Regions from separate parts of the Sus scrofa genome. Here regions 2, 3, 4 and 5 are each linked to region 1. The links are chromatin contacts, called in public Hi-C and HiChIP or PLAC-seq maps. All regions are on one chromosome and are shown on one strand. Each heading gives the region's core, a stretch centred on a gene start, on an enhancer-like site or on the middle of the called end of the contact. The rest is flanking DNA. Distances are from core to core; before and after follow the strand shown.

Region 1 (3,153 bases), core at 402-2,901:
TGTCCTTCCTGCCAGAATGAAAAGCCATGAGTTTCTGGGCTCATGCCTTTCTGTGCCTTCCATGCTTGGATCTCAGGGAGCCAGAAACAACTGGTGAGGAGGGATGAAAATGCCACCGTGTAACCCAGTGACTTCCTGGGTCCACCCCCCAAAGCCTGGCACAGCTAGTGTCAAACCTGCCTTGGCTCCCTTCTTCCTTTTCTTCTGGGGCTGGCCCCTGGCTATACCAGTTCCCTCTCCTCCAATCCAGTGGAGCCACCCAGCCCAGCAGCCTTCTTCCCGACCCTCATCACATGCAATTAAGGTGAAGCAGGCAACAACAGCAATGAGTGAGGAGGGAAAGGTCACAGCTGGGTTCATTTCCTTTCAAAAGGCTGCACCGGTGGCTTCGTAACAGGCTAGGGAAGCCCGGAATAAACCCTTGCTACACCTGAGATGCTCTTGTCTCACCTGTAAAGGGTTTTCATCAACCATGGGAGCAACAGGCACCCTGACCTCCACATACAGTGACTCTATGCTCCTGGGAACAACATGCCTCCGGCCTGGGCAACCTGCAAAGCCAACCCTGAAGTCCTCAGTGGAGGTGCACCTAGGGGTGGTGCGTGGCACCCCCAGGGCAGCCTGCGTCCATTTTCTAAAAAGAGACACCCCCCCGCCCCGACCGCCACAGCTTGCACCACCAATGAGTGCCACGCCCCCCTTTACAGTCGGCCAAGAGCAATCCCAGGGGCCAGAATAGGGCCTCTCCAGTCGTAAAAGCCTTGCAAGAAAACAGCCACCCGAGCCTGGAGACCCACCCCTCTGCGGGCAGCACGTGGCAGAGGCCCAGTAACCACACCACCACCTTGCAGACACCCCGTAGGACCTTGCAGACTGTAGCGCGGGAGTCACCAAAGCGTGTGGCACTGCCACCCAGCAGGGGCCCAGCCACCAGAGCTCGAGCTGGTGTCCCGGCGCTGGGTGGCAGAGAGAAGAACCCCGGGGCACTTGTTTCACAGAAGCAGCCAGGGCTGGGCCCGCAGGAGGGCTGGTGGCTCTGCTGTCCCCCAAAACTGGGCTCGCCTTCCCCACCTCCTCCTCCGCTTCACTGTCCTGACCCAGCAGTTGCTGCCACTCCCATCCGTCAAAGCCTGGGAGAGCCCAAGGAGGGAGAAATATGGGCCCGGAACCTAAGGAGGGCTGCCTGGCTCATACCGTCCCGCTGCCCTCGGCGCCCTCTGGAGACGCCGAGTAAGAAGAGAGAAAACCACAGCGCTCCCCCCCGCAACGCCACTTTGCAGACTCACGCTCTTTCTCCCTCAACTTCGAGCACTGTAAAGTCAGATGGAAGAAGACAAGATGGCGCCGAGCAGGAGGAGCGGAGAAATGCAGGAGAATAAATCCTGCTGCCGAAACGGAAGCTTAAACAAAGATGCGAAAGCTGGAACTGCGCAGGCGTACAGCTTTGGCAAGCTTTAAAACTCCAGCAGCAGGGAGGGCGCGTCCAGAAAACGCGGTCCTGGGATGGGACCTACTTTCCGCTAAGGTGGGATGGCGTAAATAGCGGGGAACTGGGGAGGTCCTGACTTATCGCGAGAAGACAGGAGGCGGAGAGCTCGGAGTGCGCATGCGCACCGCGAATCAATGGCGGTCTGCGCGACTGGCGGAAGCTAGCTTTGCAATATGGCGGCTGAGGTAGATGGGCCGCTCAAACGGGTGTTGGTGCCGATTCTTTTACCTGAGAAATGCTACGACCAAATTTTCGTCCAGTGGGACTTGCTTCACGGTGAGTTTCATTTGGAATCCAATCAAAGTTCTGTTCAAGAGCCCCCGGGCCTTAAAAGGGACTTCAGTGCGGACTAACTGACACCGGCGACTACCGCCACGCCAGTGCTGGGCGGAAGTCACTTCTGAGAAGGGCGGAAGTGTCTTGCGCTCCGTAGGGGGGGAGACGCCATATTTGGGGGAGGGAGAGAGTCGCCGAGTGTGAATACTTAATTAGTTTGACAACGATGAAAGACAAGACTTCACAAAACAAAGTTAAAATCTGATCTGGTCTTTCCAACCTTTAATAGATAGCTATATCTTCAGGTGCAAGATTACATTAATACAAAGCCTATGATCCAGGCTTTTGGTGGCACCACCAAGGCTCCTGCCATCCCAGTAACTTTCCTTCTAATTTCCATGGTCTTTTTTTTTTTTTTGCTTTTTAGGGCCGCATTCTCGGCCTATGGAAGTTCCCGGCTAGGGGTCGAATTGGAGCCACAGCAACGCTGGATCCGAGCCGCTTCTACGACCTGCACCATAATTCACAGCAAAGACGTATCCTTAACTCTCTGAGAAAGGCCAGGGAGCGAACCCGTGTCCTCATGGATACTAGTTGGGTTCGTTATTGCTAAGCCTGGCGGGTCACTCCACTCATGGTCTAATTTTTTTTTTTTTTTTTAGGGCTGCACCCCCAGCATATGGAAGTTCCCAGGCTAGGGGTCAAATCAGAGCTGCAGCTACCAACGTGGGGATTGGAGCCACGTCTGCGACCTACACCACAGCTCAGGGCAACACCAGATCCTTAACCCCTGAGCTAGGCCAGGGATCGAAGCCTCATCCCCATGGTTACCAGTCACATGTTTCTGCTGCACCACAATGGGAATTCCCCAATTTTGTACTTGCCTGCCTTCCTCTTTCTATCTGCCAGGCATCTGCACCCCAGTGCCCACCTAAGATGTCAGACCCTTTGGGGAGCCTTTGCAGTATGTCTCTGTCAGTTCATAGTGCCCCACTGTGCTCCAGGGACAGATATGCTTTAACTGGATTCATGACCAGTGAGAATCTGACTCCCACTGGGCCAAGCACCTTGAGGGGTAGAGCTTCAAGACAAGAGAAGATGTCTGGTAATTGAGTCCCTGAGTAGGTGCCAGGGACAAAGTGTTCTGGAGTGAGGGATACAGAGGAAACCCTATTCTTGGAGAAAGACTTGAGAAGTAGATTGCCTGGTTGCTCAGAGGCGGGACTAAAGGATAAGAGTCTTGAGCATTGATCAGCTCTATACAGGGAAGCAGCGGAGGGCCTTGGAAGTCAAATCATGGAGTTTAGATGTGATTTGCAGGGAATGGAAGATTGGTTTAGAGAAAAGGAATGGTAAAAGCTGTTTTGAAAAGTCATCCCGGAGTTCCC
Region 2 (3,491 bases), core at 786-3,285, 250 kb before region 1:
CACCCCTAGGCTGGGTGCTGGGGAATACAGAGGTAAACAACATCGCTTGTCCTCAAGGTTAAGGGACAGAGAAGAAATGAGGACAATATACTATATTGGAGACACGTGGCCCTCTGGAGAAAAATCAAGGAAGTTTTCACAGAGGGGGTCGCCTTTTTCGAGGATAAACAGGACTATTCCAGACTGAGGGATTAGGATGGCGAAGGCACCAAGCAGTCAAAGAGCACAGTGTGTTCTGGGTACAAGAAGTAGTTAGGAACTGATGAAAACTTGAGTGGCGGGGATAGAAGGTGAGGAAGAGACAGGAGAGGAAAGGCAGCAGGTTTTGTTCACTCTGAAAAGGGGTTTGAACTTGACAGTGGGCAACAAAGACTTGTAGGGCAGGACTGAGGAGGCTGAACTTTTGTATGGGACTCTGCCTTCCCTGTAAGACAAGAAGAGGAGCAGGAAGATGAGTTGGCGGGACGGCGGTCTGGACCAAAGTGGCAACAGTACAGGTGGAGAAAATCAGATGAATGTGAAAGCCGAGGAACTCAAAACATCAGTGCTGGGAATGAACTGGATGGGGGGTGGGGGTCGGTACAGGAGAGGAGGAATCAAGCCGGACCTGATGGGAGTGACAAGGGTGGCTCTTAGGGCCATTCACTGAGATGAGGAAGTTAGCAGGAGGAGCTGGTCTGGACACGCTCATCACGTGAGCTGCCCACCCAGGCGGTAACCGAATACTCAGATCTAGAGCTCCAGAAGGAGGTCTGGGATGGGCCTGAGGGGCACCTTGGAGTGGGAGAAGGTCTGGGAGAGTGGCTCGGAGACCACCTCGGCCCGATCCGCTGCGGATCCGCGCTCTCCCTCCAGATGGCACTACAGCACCGCGCTTCCGAGGCCCGTTTTCCCAGCCGCGTGCGCTCCCCTACCCAGTGTTCTGCTGCTCTCGGGACATGCCAACTCTAGGTCGTGCCCTCCTCCCTGGGCAGGATTTAGCTGGGGATTCAAACCCAGAGCGGCCTCCAGGGAGCGTGTCCCAAGTCGTCCACGCGGCTAGCACATTCTTGGCAACTCAGGGGCCTCAGGACTGGTGACGTGGTTGGTGTGACCACCTGTCCCTTGGGCCGCTTCCAGTAACCAACGTGGGCCACGGGTGTAGGGGAAGGACCAGATAGGCAGAGCCCGGAGCAGGGATGTACGGAAAGAGGACCACCAAGTCCAGACACCCGACCCGCTAGGAACGGAATTTCCTGTCCCCGGGGCCATCACCGCGTGGGGAGCGTGTCGCGGACCCTTTAAGGCTCCATCTCCCTGCCACCACCACCCCGCCCGGGACAGGCCAGGACACCGGGGACCTGACATTTGGCGTCTCCCAACGTAGGAGCTAAAAATAACCGCCGTGGGTTACTCTAGGCCATTGGCCCGCACCCACCCCGCGCGCCGCCTCGCGCTGTCTCGGGCCGCCCGCGGTCTCAACCGGGCAAGTGTACCTGGCCCATCTCCTCTCAGACCCCGCGGTTCCGAGCCAACGCGCAGGGCTTTGAAGTCGCTTCTCCGGCCCCCAAGCTTGGCAAGTGGGCGGAGTCTTCGCACTTAAGGCGACGGAGCCGCCAGGTCTCCCAGGACCCTTTTCTCAAACACTTCCCGGCGGAAAGCTGGCGGGAACCGAGGGGCGTGTCTCGCCGGGCACGCTAAGGGGCGTGGCCTCGCCGGCCAACCCGACGGCTGGTGCCAAATTCCCAGCCCGAGCTCAGGGAGGGGCGTGGCCTTCTGGGGTGTGCGGGCTCCTGGCCAATGGGTGCTGTGAAAGGCGTGGCCCTGGGGGCTGCGGGGGCTGCTCCTCGGGTCTTTTCCCCCCAAGCCAGGCTCCACCAGATCCCTGGGAGCTACACTCTGGCTCCTCGGCTTGTGGCTGTGGGTCCGACCCGGCCCGCCCTCCGTACTGCGCTTCGGGACCCCCGTCGCCCCTGTGTCCTTCTGCCCGCCAGGCTGGGGCCACAGACCCCCAGTCGCCTCTCTCCGGTCTCCGGCAGCTCCTGCGCCTCCAGCTCCTAAGACAAGATGCCGTCGGGCTTCCAACAGATCGGCTCCGAAGTAGGGCTTAACATTCAGGGGCGGGATGGGGACACGGGTCCCGCTTTTTCTCGGGCTGGGGTCGCAGTTGGGGTCAGCGAGGGGGCGGTCCTTGCGCAGGTGCAGGGGGTGGGGTGGGGGACTGGCTATTTATACCCGGGGCTTGACAACCCGTGACTGTCGAATTCCAGTCCCTCGTGGAGGCAGAGTGGGTCTGGGGGAACTTTCCGGGGCAAGGACTACAGCTGCATTCCGCGCGTCCCAGGGTTCGCCCCTCCTCGCGCTGCGCGGGGATCGGGGACACCCTGCATTCAATCCAGCTTGAGCAAGCAGACCCCGGCGGGTCTTGCCCTCCAGGAGCTGTCCGTTTGTCCCGGCTCGACCGCAGTTTTTCGAGGACCAGAGGCTTCTCCGTTGGCCCCCACCCCCACACTTGGCAGTCCTCCTGGACGCTGAACTTTCCCTCGGCCCCGCGGTTGGTGGAGGGGTAGAGGGGAGTGTCGGCCCTCCCTCCTCCAGCTCAGGTTTCCCTTTGGAGACAGTCTGTGCCGCCAGCGATCAGCCACCACCACCACCACCACCACCGCCCCTCACACCACCTTCCCGCCCCCATCCCCTGGGCAAGTCTCTCCCAGGCGAGAGCCGCCATGGCCCCCTGCCCTTTGTCGCAGCTTAGAGGGGGAAGGGAGGCTGGGGCGGAGACAGAGACGGCCACAAGGCTGGGAGGAATGACCGCGATGTCCTTTTAGGAACTGCCCTTCTTGAACCTGTTGGGGGCTTCCAGGAGCCGGCTGCCAGAACCCCCAGGGAGGAGGGAAGAGGACAGAGGCTGCTGATGATAATGCACTTGTCACTTTATAAAGCCAGTACAGTTGGGGACACAATTAACATTCAATTTTGATTTTCACACTTTCACTGACACATAGACAAAGCAGGCAACATCATCCGTATCTCCCCAGTTCTCCACAGTTCAGAGAGGGGAAGTGACTTACCCAAGGTCACACAAAATCTGAACTCAGGTCTTGTAAGACCAAGGCTGTCCCAAGGTCACAGAGGAATTGTGAGACCCAGGTCCTCAAACATTTCTCTGCCTGCTGGACTCAAACATCGGTCCCCCCCCCCCAAGCCCAGCTGCCCGCAGGTTCTTCCCGCTCTTGTTTACATTGAGATCTTCAAGGGATTCCTAATAAGGTCCACTTTCCTCACCCAACGAGCTGGATGGAACCCAGCACCTTAAGGCTCCTGCTGGGCCCAGGCCTCAGAGGGAAGGAAAGAAACCACAATTCCACGTGACATGTCCCCTCTCTGCTTCCACCTGCCCAGGATGGGGAGCCCCCTCAGCAGCGAGTCACTGGGACCCTTGTCCTCGCCGTCTTCTCCGCTGTGCTCGGCTCCCTGCAGTTTGGCTACAACATTGGGGTCATCAATGCCCC
Region 3 (3,168 bases), core at 427-2,926, 130 kb before region 1:
CTGTGATGGAACTGAGGCCTCTATAGCCATGTTATTGCTTTAAAATAAGTTCTAGGCCCACCCTCTCCCCTTCTCTAGTGATGCCTGTTAAGGATGAGCTCTGGAAAGGACCCAGCTATGATTCACAAAGAACGAAGTTCTGGATAAATCAAGAACCATTTCTTGTTTTTCCTAGATAATTTTTTAAAAATCTTCTTCCTCTAGAATGCTAACCTTATTTTTACATGCAGTTTTTAGCTCCTGCAACTCAGCTGGGGTCCTGCCAGGGAGACAGAGTCTGAGGAAGGGCAGAGGAGTTTTGGAAGGATCCCTGGCTCATAGTAGGGAAGCTAGGATGGGGAAGGGGCCAGAACCATGCATGATTGGACCTGTGCCTGGGTTATGGGGATGTGAACACTTAGCTACCTCAGCAGGAATTCCTTCCAGGTCCCTTTTAAAGCTGAGGTCTTTAGGGTAACTGGTCTAGAATAAAAAAGACAAATGAGGAGTTCCCGTTGTGGCCCAGTGGTTAACGAACCCAACTAGTAACCATGAGGTTGGGGGTTCGATCCCTGGCCTTGCTCAGTGGGTTAAGGATCCGGCATTGCCCTGAGCTGTGGTGTGGGTCGTAGACACGGCACACGGATCCTGCGTTGCTGTGGCTCTGGTGTAGGCCGGCAGCTACAGCTCCGATTCGACCCCTAGCCTGGGAACCTCCATGTGCCGTGGGCGCAGCCCTCAAAAGACAAAAGACAAAAAAAAAAAAAAAAAAAAACAACCAAAAAACAAATGAGAGGAGTTCCCGTTGTGGCTCAGAGCCTAAGAACCCGCCTAGTATCCATGAGGATTCAGGTTTGATCCCTGGCCTCACTCAGTGGGTTGAGGATCCGGCATTGCTGCAAGCTGCAGTGTAGGTCACAGATGCAGCTTGGATCCTGAATTGCTGTGGCTGTGGCGTAGGCTGGCAGCTGCAGCTCCAATTCAACCCCTAGGCCGGGAACTTCCATATGCCGCGGGTACAGCCAAAAAAAAAAAAAAAAAAAAAAAAAGACAGATGGAACATAGCCACACCCCCCTTTGCCACAGCAATGAAGTGATACCAGTTCAGCAATAAGTCCCATCCCTTGCCCCTACAGGTCAGGCCACGGAGGGAGGGTGAGGGCCTCTTCTCTAGACCTCATACATCCCAGAGCTTCTTCTGAGTAGAACTTGCTTTATTTTACAGCCTATAATCTCAGCTGGGTTTTGGGTACCCAGAAAGGGCCTGACTAGATTTTTCTGAAAAATATGGAGACCTAAGGGCAGGCCTGAAAAAGATCAGAGGTCAGCAGAGAACTAGGAGGGAGGCTCTGAGTAACTTCAGACCTGGGCAAGGAAGACTGAGGGGGCGCTAAAGGGAGGGCCTGGGGCTCAGAGGCAGGTCACTTTTCCTCAGGCTCTTTCTACTTCTGGCTTGTTGCAAGAGGGGTGGATGCTCCCCTCACCCACACAGAACCCCGCTCAGGCTCCACCCATCTCCTGGCTCTGCTCCCCAGGGACCGGGTCTCCACTCCATGCTTTCTCAATTAAAGATTAAAGACGATTTATACAACTGAAGTGTTGTCTGTCATCTGTAGGTGGCAGGCATTGGCAGTTGCTCGGGAGAGATCAAGTCCCAGGGGCGGGGCGGGTGGGCTGGCGGCTGCCCCCCCAATAACAGGTGCACATTCCTGGGCGCCTCGTCACTTCCCCTGCACTGGTTGTCTCAGCGGCTCATCCAGCGAACTCACTGAGTAAGGCGGGCTGGCTATGACCCCAGGGGCGCTTCTGGTGCTGCTGCTGGGGGCGGTGGGGGCGCCGCTTGCCCCGGGTAAGTCTGGGCCTCAGAGGGGCAGTGACAGGGCCAGAGGTCGTGGCCCGGTACCAAGGCCTCACTTCGTGCTCTCCTCCTCCAGGAGCCCTCGGCTCGGAGGCGGAGGGCCGACTCCGCGAGAAACTTTTCTCGGGCTATGATAGCTCCGTGCGCCCGGCGCGGGAGGTGGGAGACCGCGTCGGGGTCAGCATTGGTCTCAGCCTGGCGCAACTCATCAGCCTGGTGAGGGCGCACGCGGGGAGTTGAGGTCTGGCCCACTGGCCGGCTGGGGGGCGTGGCTTTAGGCGGGGTGGGAATCCAAGGATGGCTGGGGGCGGGGCCTGGGGCGAGGCCAGGCTGGGAGACGGACTGGCCCTTAGCGGCGATTGGGTTGAAATCGGACCAATGGACAAGCTGTGGGCGTGGCTGCAGGAAGGGTCGGGGTAGAGCCGGTAGGGTGGTGATCCCGGAGCTCGGGCCGAGGGACGGGCCAGAGGGCGGACCTTGAGGCGGGGTCACAGGCTGGGGCGGAGCTTGTGCCGGACAGGGTCCATAAACAACAGCGGGGGGAGACTCAGGCCGGCGGGTGTGAGAACTGGTAGGTGAACTGGCTGGCGGTAGGACCACAGGAAGTCCGCGAGATAGAGGCGGGGCCTAAACTAACACAGCTTATGGGAGGCGGGCCTTGGACCCAAGAGGGTGGGATTCAGAAAAAGAGGGAGTTTCCAGGGGGAGTTTGACCCACTGAGCCCCTTATTTCTCTGCAAATACATCACATCTACCCTTTAAACTTTTCCCTTCTAGAACGAGAAGGATGAGGAGATGAGCACGAAGGTCTACTTAGATTTGGTACGGACATCCCGTAGGGTGGGAGAGGGTGTCCTGCTGCCTTTACAATTTCCTCGAATCTCCCCGCCAGTGAGAACATTTTTTGCATCACATTTATACCTGAAAATGAAGTTTCAGGAAACAATACCTATTTGTATGACGGGCGGTGCACTCCATGCATTTTTTCATTATTTTATTTTTTAACCCTGCTTTGGGGTCCTTTTACTCCCAACCCATTCAAGGGCCGCTAATGCAGTTTGAAAACCACTGTGTTGGAGGCGAGCCAGGGCAACTCCATCACATTTACAGAATGAAAAATTGGGGCCCAATGAGAGGGAAGGGAAAAGCAACAGACAGGGTCCCAAAGAGTGCAGGTGGAGCCAGCATCAGAGCCCCGGGCCTGTAGAACCATGCCTGCGCTGCTCCCCTCCCTGGCCCTCCCTTCTCGGGCGTCCTTCGCACATTCCAAGGCTCCCCCCAGCCTCCAGCCCCAGACAGCCCCTCAGCCTCTGCTTCCTTAGGAGTGGACT
Region 4 (3,080 bases), core at 526-3,025, 220 kb before region 1:
GTTTGGTTTGGTTTGGTTTGGCAGCGCCCCCAGCATGCAAAAGTTCCCAAGCGACAGCAGCGGCAACGTGTGCCAACTGCTAGGTCACCAGGGAACTCTGTGACTGATGTTCACCCATGTTGCAGCGTGTACCCAATACTTCATTCCTTTTTAGTGTGGAATAATATTTCATTGCATGGATGTACCATATTTTATTTATCCCTTCATCAGCTGATGGACATTTAAGTAGTTTATACTTGTTGCTGCTTATGAATAATGCTGCTTTGAACATGTGTGTGCAAGAATTTATAAACGGAGATGAAATTCACATAACATAAAACCATTTTTAAATAAACGATTCAGTGGTATTTAGTGCATTCACACGTTGTGCAACCACCACGTTTAATTCCAAAACATTTCATGACTCTAAAATAAAACCCCATGACCTCTGAACAGTTACTTCCCATTCCCCTTATCTCCAACATCTGGTGACCACCAATCTGCTATTTTTTTTTTTTTTTTTTCCCTTTTTGGCTGCATCCGCGGCATGTGGAAGTTCCCTGGCCAAGGATCCAACTCACGCCACAGCAGCGACCTGAGTCCCTACAGGGACGGTGCCGCATCTTTAACTCACTTTATCGCAAGAGAAGCCCCCAGTCTGCTTTTTGTTTCTATGTACTTACCTACTCTGAATATCTCTTATCAATGAAAGCATAAAGCATGTGACCTTTTTTGGCTTCTTAGCAAAATGTTTTCAAAGTTCATCGAGCTGGAGCATGCATTAACACTTCATTCCTTTTGGCGATTCATAGTCCATTACACACACATGCCACAATTTACTCATTCATCTGTTGACGGATGTTTGGGTTGTTTCCACCTTTAAAAAGTTTTTGACAAAAAAATTAATTAATTTAAAAAAAACACAATTTTTTTTAGGGCCACTCCTGGCATATCGAAATTCCCAGGCTAGGGGTCCGATGGGAGCTGCAGCTGCCAGCCTACACCACAGCCACACCAACATGGGATCACAGTCACATCTACCACCTACACTGTGGCTTGCAGCAATGCAGGATCCTTAACCCACTGTGTGAAGCCAGGGATCCAACCTGCATTCTCTCGCGGATACTAGTAGGTTCTTAACCGGCCGAGCCACAATGGGAATGAACCCCTTTGTTTCCACGTTTTGACCACCATGAATAGTGCGGCTGTAAACATTAGCGTGCAAGGATGTGAATACCTGTTTTTAATTTTGGAGGGAGGTAGATACCTAGGACTGGAATTGTTGGGTCATGTAATACATCTTTGACAAGAGCAGAAATTGGACTTTTAAACAATACTCTCAGGAAGACTGTTGTTGTTGTTTTCTCTCTCTCAAAGCAAATGCCATAAAACACAGAAAACTGAGTAGGAAGAGCTGGGGGTGATGATATTATATGCTACATAAATGTATTCATTCAAACGAGTGTTTGCAGTTTCCATCTAGCAGGTCACATCTCAAACAAAACAACCAGATTCCAAGCCCAGCTTAGTTGCTTGTCTTGTTACACAATTCTGTTGTCCACTTAGCTTACTGAAGCAATGAAGGCATACAGGTAGTGCTGAAAATCCTGGAACTGGAGAGGTAAGATTATAACCTTTCAGGAAAAGCAGCAGCTTTTTTCCCTAGAACGAGGGCCAGGTAAACTCATTCCGAGGGAGAGCATGTTTCTGGCTTCGCGGACACCTCCTAGGACTTAAAGAACGTCAGTGAAATCTGATACCCCACTCTTCATTACAGTGAACTTTTTCTAGGTTTGCTTGTAGACGACTGCTCTGGAGACGGCGGAGACTAGGTGGAGGAAAAAGAGAAATACCGTGTAAGTCTCTACATCTTAGGAATCAGAAGTAGAAAGGCCTCTGTGGAAACTACTGGGACCAACACGGACCAGGGTTTTAAACAAGATGGTGGCTGAGGGCAGGACCGCTCTATCTTCCCGCGCGAAACTCTATGGCAGAGCAGAAGCGCAGTTTAGAGAAGTGAAGCTGAGAAGGGTGGTAACCCGACCAGCACTAGCGCGCTAGGGCGGCTGGAATCGAAAGGGCTCTGCCGCGCATGTGCGGAACCGTGGGGGATGGGCTCAGAGACAAGGGGCCCACCCCACAGCACAAGTTTTCTGAAACGTGTGAGTCTTTTAAGACCAGCTAAAGCCGAAGTGGGGCGTTTCCTAAGACGCATGCGTTCTAGACAGAACCAGCAATACAGTGGCGTGGTCTTTTCAACGCCTGGCGTACAGACGACGTCTGAGGTGGAAGGGGCGGTCAGGATTCCCAACACGCATGCGCTTTGAGGCCGAGGCGTTTCCTTCAGAGGGTGTGGAGTGCGGGGCTCCTTACTGCGCAAGCGCAAGGACTGTCCGGTAGAGCTGGTGGTCTAACCCGGGGAGGGGAGAGGAGGTGGAAGGGCTTAAAAAACCGGGTGCGCCTGCGCGTTGTCTACCGGTGGGACGAGCTCAGGATTTGTGAGGGGCGGGGTCACGTATGCGCGTCATTGGATGGGTAGGTAGGAGGGAGGGTGGAGATCGGGGAGGGTCTGTGCGCTTGCGCAGTGCGGGGGTGGAGGGCGGAGGAGATAGGTAGCACGCTTGCGCGGCTGTCACAGGGCTGCTTGGTTGGTCAGTGGGGAGTCGGCGCCTGCGTACTAAGACCCGTGTGCAGCAGCAGCGGCGGCGGCGGTAGAGGCGGCGGCGGCGGCGGCGGCGGCAGCGGGCTCGGAGGCAGCGGTTGGGCTCGCGGCGAGCGGACGGGGTCGAGTCAGTGCGTTCGCGCGAGGTGAGAGCGAGCAGGGCGCGCGTGCGCGGAACCTTGGTTTGGGCCTGGGAGTAGAGATGGAACTGCGCGAGTGTCGGGGAGGGGGCAGAGGGGAGCGGCGGCCACCGCCGCACGGGGTTCGGTCGGGCAGCAGCGCGAGGTGCGGAGAGGCTCGGGCGCGCGCCCCGGTTGGCGCGCGGGGTGACGGTTGGGGCTGGCCGGGTGACGTTGGAGCGACGCAGGGCGGGGGACGGCGAGCCGCGAGGCCGCCACGCGGGAGAGGCCGCCGGGCGGCCACGCTGGGACGAGGGCCG
Region 5 (3,405 bases), core at 564-3,063, 180 kb before region 1:
TGGACACCTTCCGGGCCAACCTCTTCTGCACCGACCCCGAGTGTCTGGGTGCCATGCGGGCCCGATTTGGTGTGGCCAATGACGACAGGGCGGAGGGAGGCCCACACTTTCGTCTGGAGTGGGCCCCCCGCCCCTCGGAACTCCCGGAAGTGGAGTACCAGAGACTGGGGCTGCAGCCCCTGTGGACTGGGGGGCCAGGAGAGCCACGGGAGGTGGTGGGCACCCCGAGCTTCCTGGAGGAGGTGCTGCGGGTGGCCCTGGAGCACGGCTTCCGTCTCGACTCCGTCTTCCCTGACCCCGAAGATCTGCTCAACTCCCGATCTCTGCGCTTCGTTCGGCACTAAGAACTGAACTGGGAACGCTGCCCTCCGTTTGACCGGGGCGGGGGGGAAGGGGAAAAAGAAGGGGGTGCCAAAAGGGATGAAGGCTCTCCTGAGGCCTCTTCCTGGCTCTGCTTGGGGAGCTGTGAGAGTCAGGAGTCCCACTGCACCTGACTGGAGCCCAGATATGGGCAGCAATCCCCAAACCAGAGCCCACAAGACCAGAGGGTCTGGACTGATGCTAATCCTGGGAGGGGTAGGGAAGCTTCCCTTGGCTGTTTCTCCTCTGAGCCTGGGGACCTCCAGTGTTTCCTTGCTTGGAGCTCGGTATTCAGGGTCTGGAAAGGTGGAGACACTTCTCTTGCAGGGCTGGGCTTATCAGACCTGTGGAGGGACCCTCAGGGTTTGGGGAAAGAGGGTCTTTGGATTGCTTTAATGTGGTCTCCTAGACTGTGACTTCTCCTGGAGCTGGTGGCCTGGCCTGGCCTGGCCTGACCAAGGAGAGGCCAGGACACTCCGACACACGGGAAGGGAGATCCTTTGCCATGTCCCAAGCCACCACTGAGGGAGACAGAAAGGCTACGCCCCACCCTAGGTGGCCACAAGGGAGCTAGGAGAATCCCCATTAACTGTGGGGCTGGAGCATCCTTCCCATCTTAAAAGACCCCATATTGATGGTGGGGCTGCCCAGGGGGGAGGCGGGAGCACGTTCTTGGGTCCTGGCCTGTCTTCCTTCGCTTCAGGCATGTGTACGTGCCTGCCAGCCAGTGGGTCAGATGATGTGTGGGGCCCTCACCTCCTGGCTCCCATCTGTGTTGCTGGAGATGGTGTCTGTGTGCTGGTCTTTCTGCGGGCTCTTCATGTGCAGGCTTGTTCGGGGTTGCCTGGCAACTGTTCTGGCACCAGGTGTGCCAGCACCATGGGTGGAAGCAGACTGAGAATTAGTTTAATCACAGGTGTGCGTGCACACATGTGTCTCACATCACCACGTCGGCAGGAGGAGCCTGCCGGGCCTTGAGTCACTAGGCTCTGCTGCTGAGAAGTGAGAGAAGTCACTGGGGCTCAGCCGGGCCTTGGAGCCCTGTATAGAACTCTCGGTTGCTAGGGCAACCATGAGCCTGTTGCTAGGAGATAGCTGGGGAAGGCCCAAGGCTGTCCAGGGCAGAGAGATGAACAGAGGAGTTTGAGAGAGTGGGGGAGGCTATGGAAAAGGATGGGATTTCTGGGTCCCTGGGGGATGGGATACTCACAAACGACTTCTTCACTGGGGGAGTCGCTTGCTATTTATCACTGGTCACGATTTACAAGAAGACAAATAAAATTGCTTTTAGAACCGCGAACTTGTAAAGGCTGCTGAGGGCCAGGTTGGGGGTACAGCAGAAGCCCTGCTTTCTCTGCCCATCTCCTACTAGAGGTATCTTCTGGTGCCCAGTTCCTTGGGCCCCAGGTTTACCCCCGCCAGGGATGGAGCAGTGGCATTGTTCTGGGATGCTCCAGAACTTCCAACTGTCCCGGAACACTCTAGAACCTCCAGGCAAAGGGCTGTAACCAGGGTCACAGAGCATTCCAAGGCCTTCCCAGCCTAGGTGAGGCCAGCACCCCTCCGGTTCTCCTCCTTGGGCCCCATGTGGATGCTGGTACTGGGTGGGATTTTCCTGGCGGCTGCCGAGGCCTGCATCTTCTGCCGCCTCCCAGATCACGGCTTGTCCGGCCGCCTGCATCAGCTTTGCAGCCAGATGGAGGCCCAGTGGAAGGACTGTGAGGCTTCCTGGAACTTTCCGGCCTTTGCCTTAGGTAAGATCAGACATCCAGGGACGGGTCCAGCAATAGTCACCCCTGTGCCCCAAGGGGGGCAGCACCCAGCTGGCTTCCCAGCTGTGCCACAGCTACCTCCTCCTCCGTCCACAGCCTTTTCTGGACGCACTGGCCACTCCCCCTGGGAGAGCTTCCTGGGACTCTGGGAAAAAGTCAGGAAGGGCCCCAGAAGTTTCTTCTGGGCTGCTGAGCGAATCCCCCGTCCCTCTCATCTCCACAGATGACACGTCCATGAACAAAGTCACGGAGAAGACCCACAGAGTCCTGAGGGTTGTGGGTGAGGTCAAGGGAGAAGGCTCAACCTAGGGACCTGGATTGGCCCCGGAGGAGGGGGCTGGGGAGGCAGGTGGAGACTGTGATGGGGAGACGCTGGGGGAACCGCTCCTGCGGAGGCCCTGGGCACTATAGCTGCTCCCTGCCTCCCCAGAGATCAAAGGGTCTCTCTCCCCACTCCCTGCATATTGGCGGTGGCTTCAAAAGACCAAGCTTCCGGAGTACAACAGGGAAGGTACAGATGCAGGGAGGGATCGAGGGGTGCCTAGGAACCCGGGCAAAGGAGTGTGTGGCTGAGTTTATCGACCCCCACTCTCCTTGCCTCTCATTTCAGCTCTCTGCGCTCCCGCCTGTCGTGAGTAGGAAGGGGAAGGGGTAGCTCCGGCAAGGGGCCTGCGGCGGGGGGGCCCCAAAGGAGGGAGGAAGTGTGGGACTCTGGAAGGGTGGAGCCCAGGCCTCCCCACCCAGCGCTGGTCCCGCTGTCTCCTGCAGGGGGCAGCACCACCCTGTACAACTGCTCCACTTGCGAGGGCTTCGAGGTGCACTGCTGGCCCCGAAAGCGCTGCTTCCCAGGTCCTTACTCCCACCCCTGGCAGCACCCCACCCTGATCTCTGAGCTCTTGGGCTCCCCCAGCTTCAATGCATGTGGTCCCCAGGATCATGCACTGCCTCCCGGGTTCCCTGCAGGAAGTCACGATCTTTGGGAAGCCAGGATTCTGCTCCTCTCTGTCTCGGGAACCGTCCTGCTTCTGGGGTTTCTGAGCCTCTCAGTGGAGTGAGTTGGGGGATAAGGGTCAGAAAGAGCCTCATCGCCTCCAACCCATCCCTTTTGCTCCCCCCCCATCCTTCCTCCCCGCCCCCGGCCCTCCCCTTCCCTTCCCAGGGCTCCCACACTCTCATCTCTCAGGTACAGACACTTCCAAGCAAAAAGTGAGCTGTGAAGACGAGGACAGACCCTAGCCTCTGGTTCTAAGGCACATGTGCCCACAGAGTCCAC

What was found. A called contact is a pair of places that touch in the nucleus more often than the background predicts. HiChIP or PLAC-seq counts read pairs in DNA pulled down with a chosen protein or histone mark.
Region 2: a Hi-C map of alveolar macrophages shows a contact between it and region 1, with 2.6 times the contacts expected there. The contact joins the promoter of SLC2A4 here to the promoter of MPDU1 in region 1. A contact is called at or near these places in 1 of 5 promoter capture datasets (fetal skeletal muscle), 14 of 47 Hi-C or Micro-C datasets (alveolar macrophages, blood, embryonic fibroblasts and 11 more) and 2 of 2 datasets of contacts at active chromatin or transcription factors (alveolar macrophages and skeletal muscle).
Region 3: a contact with region 1 is called in an H3K27ac HiChIP or PLAC-seq map of skeletal muscle. The contact joins the promoter of CHRNB1 here to the promoter of MPDU1 in region 1. A contact is called at or near these places in 3 of 5 promoter capture datasets (fetal skeletal muscle, liver and skeletal muscle), 9 of 47 Hi-C or Micro-C datasets (embryonic fibroblasts, epiblast stem cells, fetal skeletal muscle and 4 more) and 2 of 2 datasets of contacts at active chromatin or transcription factors (alveolar macrophages and skeletal muscle).
Region 4: an H3K27ac HiChIP or PLAC-seq map of alveolar macrophages shows a contact between it and region 1. The contact joins the promoter of EIF5A here to the promoter of MPDU1 in region 1. A contact is called at or near these places in 3 of 5 promoter capture datasets (fetal liver, fetal skeletal muscle and liver), 1 of 47 Hi-C or Micro-C datasets (heart right ventricle) and 2 of 2 datasets of contacts at active chromatin or transcription factors (alveolar macrophages and skeletal muscle).
Region 5: an H3K27ac HiChIP or PLAC-seq map of alveolar macrophages shows a contact between it and region 1. The contact joins the promoter of TMEM95 here to the promoter of MPDU1 in region 1. A contact is called at or near these places in 4 of 5 promoter capture datasets (fetal liver, fetal skeletal muscle and liver), 22 of 47 Hi-C or Micro-C datasets (alveolar macrophages, blood, embryonic fibroblasts and 11 more) and 2 of 2 datasets of contacts at active chromatin or transcription factors (alveolar macrophages and skeletal muscle).

Annotation. Positions count from the first base shown.
Region 1 is chr12:52,877,273-52,880,425 of Sscrofa11.1, forward strand. MPDU1 (mannose-P-dolichol utilization defect 1) reads left to right here and starts at 1,652. Exons shown (of 7, transcript NM_001044619.1): 1 at 1,652-1,765. The coding sequence starts at 1,663.
Region 2 is chr12:52,626,711-52,630,201 of Sscrofa11.1, forward strand. SLC2A4 (solute carrier family 2 (facilitated glucose transporter), member 4) reads left to right here and starts at 2,036. Exons shown (of 11, transcript NM_001128433.1): 1 at 2,036-2,079; 2 at 3,382-3,491. The coding sequence starts at 2,047. It also overlaps a transcript of CLDN7 not described here.
Region 3 is chr12:52,747,757-52,750,924 of Sscrofa11.1, forward strand. It overlaps CHRNB1 (acetylcholine receptor subunit beta), which reads left to right and starts at 1,677. Exons shown (of 12, transcript XR_001300014.2): 1 at 1,677-1,828; 2 at 1,914-2,053; 3 at 2,615-2,659; 4 at 3,160-3,168. It overlaps TMEM102 (transmembrane protein 102), which reads left to right. Exons shown (of 9, transcript XM_021067827.1): 9 at 1-1,570. FGF11 (fibroblast growth factor 11) reads left to right here. Exons shown (of 5, transcript XM_013981311.2): 5 at 1-1,575.
Region 4 is chr12:52,657,265-52,660,344 of Sscrofa11.1, forward strand. EIF5A (eukaryotic translation initiation factor 5A-1) reads left to right here and starts at 1,776. Exons shown (of 6, transcript XM_021067817.1): 1 at 1,776-1,835.
Region 5 is chr12:52,699,306-52,702,710 of Sscrofa11.1, forward strand. It overlaps TMEM95 (transmembrane protein 95), which reads left to right and starts at 1,814. Exons shown (of 5, transcript XM_021067820.1): 1 at 1,814-2,114; 2 at 2,356-2,412; 3 at 2,563-2,643; 4 at 2,743-2,763; 5 at 2,901-3,405. The coding sequence starts at 1,946. The coding sequence ends at 3,187. KCTD11 (BTB/POZ domain-containing protein KCTD11) reads left to right here. Exons shown (of 1, transcript XM_003358250.5): 1 at 1-1,660. The coding sequence ends at 344.